Regions from separate parts of the Mus musculus genome. Here region 2 is linked to region 1. Evidence: chromatin contacts called from public ChIA-PET data. All regions are on one chromosome and are shown on one strand. Each heading gives the region's core, a stretch centred on a gene start, on an enhancer-like site or on the middle of the called end of the contact. The rest is flanking DNA. Distances are from core to core; before and after follow the strand shown.

Evidence for each region. ChIA-PET counts read pairs in DNA pulled down with a chosen protein or histone mark.
Region 2: an RNA polymerase II ChIA-PET map of effector CD8 T cells shows a contact between it and region 1, with 9 read pairs. The contact joins the enhancer-like site here to the promoter of Aqr in region 1. A contact is called at or near these places in 1 of 484 Hi-C or Micro-C datasets (CD8 T cells) and 3 of 115 datasets of contacts at active chromatin or transcription factors (effector CD8 T cells, epiblast stem cells and large pre-B cells).

Annotation. Positions count from the first base shown.
Region 1 is chr2:114,172,340-114,177,561 of GRCm38.p6, forward strand. Aqr (aquarius) reads right to left here and starts at 3,000. Exons shown (of 35, transcript NM_009702.3): 1 at 2,753-3,000; 2 at 352-408. The coding sequence starts at 2,827.
Region 2 is chr2:113,901,882-113,904,885 of GRCm38.p6, forward strand. No RefSeq gene overlaps it. Among named protein-coding and RNA genes, the nearest start is that of Gm30985, 8.7 kb to the left of the region's middle. Within about 2 kb of position 1,375, at least 46 of the 459 cell types and tissues checked have an H3K27ac peak or open chromatin away from gene starts, as enhancers often do. A contact at or near this core is called in CD8 T cells and effector CD8 T cells, where this site is marked.

The DNA.
Region 1 (5,222 bases), core at 1,750-4,249:
CTGAACAACTGGAGTGGAAGCTATCTTAAAAGCTGTTGCCTGTAGGTGGGATATGCTCTTCTAGCTGGGCTGCCTTATCTGGCCTCGGTGGGAAAGGATGCACCTAGCCCTGAAGAGTCTTGATGTACAAGAGTGGGAAATACCCAAGATGAACCTCCACCCTCTCAAAGGAGAAAGTGGGGGAAGAGGGAAGAGTTTTGGAGCAGGTCACTGGAAGGAGGGGCAGTAAGTGGGATGTAAAGTGAATAGATTTAAAAAAAAAATGTACTGAAAGCTTTTGTTGAATTAATCTTTAAAACAATACCAAGAGCGCAGCTGTTTGCAAATATATTGTAAAACAAAGCTACTTACTTTTATATCAAACGGTGATTTCTTCTTGATATGAGGAGCCCAGTATTTACATGCTAGCTGCAAAAGTGAACAGCATAAGTTTAAGTTCCAGGCTCACAACAGTGCACCATCTAGACATGCAAAGCTGCTTCTTAGCACAGAGCTAGGACTGGAGAACTAACTGGACAATTTTAAAGGTACCATACAGGCGTACCACTTAGTTATCGTCCTTGGCCACAATCCAATAAATACCAGTGATGCTTAGTGTGGTAACTGGCCACCATGATGCTCAAAACACCCAAGCATCCCAAGCCCCTGGCTTGTCTATAATCAGAGTAAAACATTTTTTGGTCCAGTCATAAGGAAATCCAGAGCTCAAGAGATTTAGTGAGCTGCCCATGGTTAGTTAGTCATCAGTTGACTAAATATTTAAAAACAGTTTCAAAATATTCATTAATGTTGATATGTAAAGAAATAAGCCTTTAAATGACTACTATACCCAGACATAAGTAGACAAAAATCATTAAGAAATGGAGTAGAAAGGCTGATTATTAGAAGTTGGTGTTGTATATTTTAGCAGGTCAAGCTTTGCTTAGAAATTTAAATACATATATATATAATCTCTCCAGAATTTGAAGTGGACTATACAACTGTTAAGAAACATAGACTGGGGGTGAAGAAGTGGCTCAGCAGTTAAGTGTACTTGGTCTTCCAGAGGGCCTGATTGTATTCTCAGTACTATCCTGAGTGACTTACAACTCTCTCCAACTGCAGTTCTAGGGAACTGACAGCCTCTTCTGTCCTCCACAGATAACTGCACTCACCAGCACATACCACCCCACCCCAAACACATAATTAAAAATTAAAATTGAAAAACAAAATAGTTCTTACTGATTTTTAAAAACAAAACAAAATCTCTTTTTAAAAAACCAGAAACTCTAGGGAGCACATTTTTTAATAGGTAACTGCACTGTCTGGTAGACTTCAATGCTTGGTGTATCACTAGACAGACACACAGACAGAAAGATGAACGGACAAATGAAACCACGTCTGAAGTGTTCTTCTTCCAAGAAGCTTCTGCAACACTAACGGACAACTAACGCTTCCATCTTTCAGGTTGTAAACAGTTTCAATATATTCTTCTATTTCTGTATTATAAACATTTCACTGATTATTCATCCTCATTGAAGTGAAACAGAGAAGATGGTACCTGTGTGTTCTTTTCATTTACAGCTCAATATCTTACAATCAGCAGACTTTATAAGAGACCTTCTACAATGTGAAAACTTTCTTGTGAACCCTATGCTGGCCTCAAAACAGACAAGGCTAGCCTTGAACTCCATTCCCCACTGTCTTCACATCTCACATGCTGGGAATGAAAGACAGGCACCATCTCTCCTCCGCACTTTCCCTCTCGGTTCATGTGTTCCTGTCATTCTAGCTCTTTCTTTACATTCAAACTTTAAGGTATCAGCACTTGCCTGGACTGTTTTTGTGTTCTTTCTCAAACTGTGTACTTATCTGCATTTAGCTTTAATGCGGTTAAGAAGTCGGGATAGCCTCTCTAATATTGTATAAAAGGATGAAAATAAAGAAAACCAAGTTAACAGGATCCACTTTTTAGTTACCATGGCATATTCAAGTAACCGCAGCTATAGCCATAAAAGCATAAAATTAGGGGGGAAAGGAGGGAGAGACAGACAGACAGGTACAGAGAGAAAGGAAGGGAGGAAAGAAGAAAGGAAGGGCACTTTGGGTAAAAGCATAGGCCAGATCACAGCACTTTCAAAGATTCCAGTCATTATCCCAGGGACAATCAGAATTGTTTACGGGACACTGTAGGAAGACAAGTAATGTGAGCAGGTTTGCACCAGTGAGCACTCTGGAGCAATCTGAAGAACAGGCTGCAGGAGGGCAAGAGGAAATATGACAGATCAACAAGTCTTAGTGGGGAAGGCATCTTTGGGCGAGAGAGGTCCAGAAATACAGACAAACACTGTGTAGACATGCTGGGGCTAAGCGAATGGAAACAGTTTCTAGGCTTCTGCCCTGACAAATCTGCGGAGCCAGAAGAGGCGCGGGAGGGCTTAAATTTTCCCGCACTTACACTCTCAATAATTTCCTAAGAATTAACAAGGATGTGAAAGGCTACAGGCCCGGAATTGGCTCTGTTGTCTCCTAAATGAAAGGTTATAATGACAATTAACTGCCATAGAGCGATCTACTTGTAGACAGAGTCTTGTCAGAGTAATACAATTCAGAAGCACGCTTTGTGGTCTAACGAGGAGCGGCCTCTTTCACTGCAGCTTTTCCAATGTTTAACTAGCAACTTGCACGTACACAAGATATCAAAATCAATCCCAATCCCGGGCTTTAGGTCCTCGGCATCCCTCCTTACACAAGCGGGCACGCCGGGGCTCACCTGAGTGACGAACTCCGCGTTGATCTGGGACACCGTGGGGGCCACGATTTTCTTGGGCTGCGCAGGAGCCGCCATCGCAGCGATCGCCACTGAAGCTGACCAGAGGCTCGTAGCGGCGACTCTCGAAAGCTTTCAAGCAGCGGCGGCGACCCAGCCCCGAGGTGCCAGAGCGCCCGGCACAGACACGCTGGGCTCCCACGGTTCCTCCCGGAACCTGAGAAGTCCCGGCGTTCCCCGGAAGCAGAACTAGTGGGCCCGGAAGTCAAGGCAAGAGTTAAGCTTGAGCTAGAAAGTAGGCTGCCTTTACCTGTCTCTTTATTGCCCCCTAGTGGAAGGAAGAAAGATAACATACAGCGTGTAGGATTGGGTCATAGGGAGAGAGGGGGCTGAAAGATGTGTTGAATGTGATTAATAAAGGTGGGAGTTGAAAGAATAGGATGTCGACTTTATTTGAACGCTAAAGAAAAATATAGTAAAAAGCAAAACCCATACTCTTAGAATTTGAGGCACCGTGTGACTTCAAAAACTGCCTGGAAGTACTGATTGCCATACAATAAACATAAACCAAGTGTAAAACTTAATACACTTTGAAATAGTTGTCTATCTATTATTGTATCACCAGAATCATGGCAATGAGATTACCCAAAGCCATTAAAAGTTACTATGTGTCCTTCTGCCTTCAACCTATCACCCCTTTTTCTCACACAGTCTTCTACTATCATGGATCCTCTGGGTCACTGTTAACTACAGAATTTTATATAAACTTTATGCAAATTTGCAGAGGAATAAAAGAGAGATTGATCAGCGGTTAAGAGCACCAGGTGCTCTTCCAGATGACCTGGGTTCAATTCCCAGAAGCCACATGGCAGCTCTCAATTGTTTGTAACTCCAGGTCCAGAGGCTCTGACACCCTCACACAGACATACATGCACGCAAAACACCAATTCACATGAAATAAAAGTAAAAATAAAATTTAAAAAGAAACTATTTTACATACATTTTAGAATATGTTCTTTTTTGGTCACTCAAAATTATTTTGAGATGCATCTGTGTTGTTCATATCAGTCACTGATTCAGTTGTATTGCTAAATAATAGCCAACTTTTCAGACATACTACAATCCATAAATTTAGTAATATGTTGATATGCGTTTAGATTGTTTCTAGTTGCTGACTACTACAAGAAAGTCCTCTACAGGCGATTCTAAGTCATTATGTAGACATACATTTCCTCTGAAGCAACACATTCAATGGTGTATGTTTGCCATTTTAAGAAATGTCTGTCTTTCCAAAGCAGTTGTGCCTTGCTAACATTTGAGACTTGTGTTGTCTTCTTTCCCTTACCGACTTTTAATATGGATAGTTTTTAAAGTTGTTTTAGGCATACTACGTATGTGGTACATCACAGTATAGGTGTAATTCATGTTCCTCCAATGGTCCATGATGCTGAACTCACAACTTCTTGTGAGTTTTATGCTTTTATCCTCACTAGGGAAATAACTGTTTAAAACTTTAGCCTGGTTCTTATTTGGTCACTTATTTTATAATTCTTGGGTTAGCACACCCATCCCATTTACAAACTCATACATAGGTTGAACAGTTATCTCTAGTAAGTCCTCTCTAGAGGAATATAGGCAGTAGACTGGTACACCATTCTCTCTCTCTTAATTTGTGATATATACCCATCTGCCCAAAATGAGGACTGTGAAAGAAAATAGCTGTAGGTCTGGCCATCAAGTATATACATGTTGTAGCTTTCGTCCCTCCATCTTTTATGGTTTGTAGACATATAGATAAAAATTTGCTCGATTACAATTTTAAATGTAAAGCATTCTGAATATATAACTACCACTGACATGTTATTGCCAACTATGGCATCTATAAAACAGTAGGGCAGGCTTTCAAATGACTTTGATGATGACTCTTAAGATGCTGAAATCGTTATTTTTATACTTCACCATAACTACCCATCAGGCCTTGAATGCAGGTCATGGTGGAAGGACATTAGGAATTAGGAATGAGACTTGAGTTCCCGAGTCCTTAAATCTTCAGGGAAGACCTTGTAAAGACAGTGTGGAAACAGCGGTTGGGGATTATTTTGGGATGATACCTTTTGAGTGGTGTATCAGAGAGGTTGGAGTAGGTAACATGGAGGTGGGGATTTCTGCTGGAAGTAACAAAATCAAAGGGTGGAAAGAGCCAAGGGTGAGCTCCAGCAGGACCGATGTAATGGAAGAAACAAACAGTGAAGACACTTGGCGAACAGAAAGAGCACAAATCTATTCTAAGTAGTTAAAAGGTGTAAAAAACCACACATCAAAAAATACAGAAATAGGCTGAGTTTTAAAGGGGAAACTGGTTCCATTGAATAGAAAATAGATCTGAGGTAGCTATCATTAGATGCTGGAAAAGCCTTTGACAAAACCCAACACCCTCTCATGTTAAAAGTCTTGGAGAGATCAGGGATACAGG
Region 2 (3,004 bases), core at 125-2,624, 270 kb before region 1:
TATGTAGTCCCAGGGACTGAAACTCAGGCTGTCAGGCTTAATAACAAATGCCTTTGCCCATCTTGCCAGTCCCCCCTAAAGTCATTTATTAATAAGCATGGCTCCATTCATACACATGGATCCTCTGTGACCTACACATCTTACTTTGGGATCCACTTCCTAGCGTTCCTACAATGGGGACAACATTTTTAAAAATTTATTTTAAATGTTATTTTAAGATGTATTTTAAAATTTATATATACTTGTGTCCCAGCTTTTCTGTATGGGTGTCACATGCATGTGGTACCAATGGAGTCCAGAAGAAGGCATCAGATCCTGTGGAGATGGAAATATAAGTGGCCGTGAGCTGTCTGAGGTATGTGCGCAGAACTGAACCTACAAGAGAAGCAAATGCTCTTAATGCCTGGGCCATTTTCTTGATTTCCCAATACATATTTTGAGGGGCCCTTTTAAATCATAGCACAGTCCTTCACAAAAAGTGTTTGCTATGCCCTTTAAAGTAATTGTTCATTAGGCAATCAAAGAGCTTACAGGGAAGATATCAGCTCATGAGAAAAAAAAAAAAAAAAAAAAAAAAAGGAAAGTCCTCTAGCAACAGATGTCTCTGAATGAGCAAAGCTTTGTCATCTCTCAGGATGGCACTCAGGGTCAGAAGTCCTTACATGTTTCCCAGAGCACATCTAAGCTCCTCCCCTCAACACTTGGCTAGAGACCAAGGCAGATTCCTGCAGCCAAGGCTACCAGTGTGTGCAATGGCTCCTGAGTAACCTGGCTAACCCTGGATGTGTTGGCTTACAGGGATAATTCTAATTCCAGTTGGTTGTTTCCAAATCTCCAGGAAGAGTAAGACATTCTTTGAGTTATCTTTAGGCCTAAAGTAGCTTTTCCCCATTTTTTTACATATCCATTAAGCCCTTTGCTCCACATACTTATGAGGTGCCAGACCCGGCAACATTGTCTTCTCAGTGCTAGACGTACACAATAAAAAACAACCACAGTCCCAATTTCTGAGGGAGCTCAAGGTTAGTGGTAGAGAAATGAGTAGTGGTTGAAAGATATTCCCAACCTAGGACACATATTTAATAAAGGCAGAAATAAGATGCCTGTGTTAGCTCAGAGAACATACAGGAGTTGCAGTACAAACAGTAGGAGACAGGATTTCACTAGGCACCAAGTCGCTTTATTGAGAAAACCCTAGAGTTTTGGAGAAAAGCAAGAGGGCACATCAAGACAGTACTGGCTTTTGTTTACCACAACCCTCAGGACCTTTCTCCCATGTTCCTTTGTGATGGCTGCCACAACAAAGGACCACAGACTAGGCAGCTCAGTGGGAATCTATTTTCTCACAGTTCTGGAAGCTAGATATCCAAGGTCAAGAGGTCAACAGGCTTGACTTCCTGTAAGGACTTCACAGCCTGCTGCTGATCCTCTTTGTACTTCTGTCACAGAGCCTTCCCTCTGTGTCTGTGTCAACACATCTTCTTACCACATTGGCCACATGAGATCAGGGTCTACCCTAAAGACTCAATCTAATGTGGCTACCAGTTTACAGATCTGATCTCTGGAGCTGAGGAGAGTGTAGCACACAGCAGGCCTGAGGGATATTTATGGATTTGTGAATATTTCTCTCTCTCTCTCTCTCTCTCTCTCTCTCTCTCTCTCTCTCTCTCTCTCTCTCTCTCACTCTTTACCTACCTAGCTATTCCTACATTTCTCCTATGAGCTTGGCTATAATAGCCTGTCTTCATGCTCTGCCTTTCCTACCCTGTGTAGGTATTTAGATGTGGTCTTCTTTCACAGCATCATCTCTGGAAGAAGCAAGGTGTGCTGTGCTTTCTTATGTGTTCTTCCATACCACAATGGAGAGCCAGATAACCCAGGTCAGGATTTAAGGAAAGCATCCTATATTAAAGGATACTTTCAAGGTAACTCATGACTCGAATATAAAATGAGCATTTTTCAAAGATTTTATTTAGCTCATTAATAAACAGGTAAGATTCTACAGTTACCACAAAGAAGAATGCAACAGAGAAATATGCAGGTGCATCTTGAAAGCCAAATTAAACTGAACTTGCTTAACAAAGTTAACAAAGATGCAAAGTTGGTCAAGAGCCACACAAAGTGCTTCCTTGCATTCCACCAATTGCAAATTGCATTGCTATGATAAAAATAATTTGCATCACCACCAGGATTGTGGGGGAGGAAGGAGCTTTACCACAAACCCCAGGCTAGCTTTGAGTTGTGACTCTCCTGCCTCAGGCTCCCTTGCCAGGAGTGTACCACCCTGTTAGCTTTTATCATAAATTTTTCATATTTGGCACTAATTAGTAATTTCTAGTAAATGTGATGAGATAAAAACATGTTTTGATAACCAAACTGATGAGATAAACTAAAAAAGTTTTTTAGTAAGTTGAATATTGGCAGTGTTGAGAAACTAGCTTCTGCATTTAGGGGTGTGTGTGACATTCTAATACTGTGTAGCTTAGAACTGATCAAGGTTTCCTGACTTTCTCCTAGTCATTTTATTCCTGGGTCCCAGGGAAAGAGTGCTGTGGGTGCCCCCTTAAAGCTGTGCCCACCTCTTAAACTGGAATTATGTAAAAACATGAATGCACGTTTCTGTGTATTCCTGCTTGCAGAATGTTGTGCAAGAGGAGAGACTTCTTTTCTACCACACTGCTCTGAGCTCTGCAACAAAGAGTGGTAACTGTGATAGGAGAAAAGCTATGATGCAACCAGCATCCAAGAGGACATCCGTGAGGCTGAGGATGTTGTAAATACTTGTTGAGACCATGAGTTGAAAAGACAAGAGCAGACTTAAGATGCAGGGATTCTGCGTTGTGAAATGGTACCAGTAGGAAAGTTTATTTCCTACTGTATTTGTTATTTTCCTAGTGTTGTTTTCATATTTGAAACCTTTATTATTTATCCTATTTCTCCTCTTTTTCTACTTGAAAAGAGAAAGCAGCAGGCCAACCTGGGGATGCCAGGAAGGAAGGGAGTT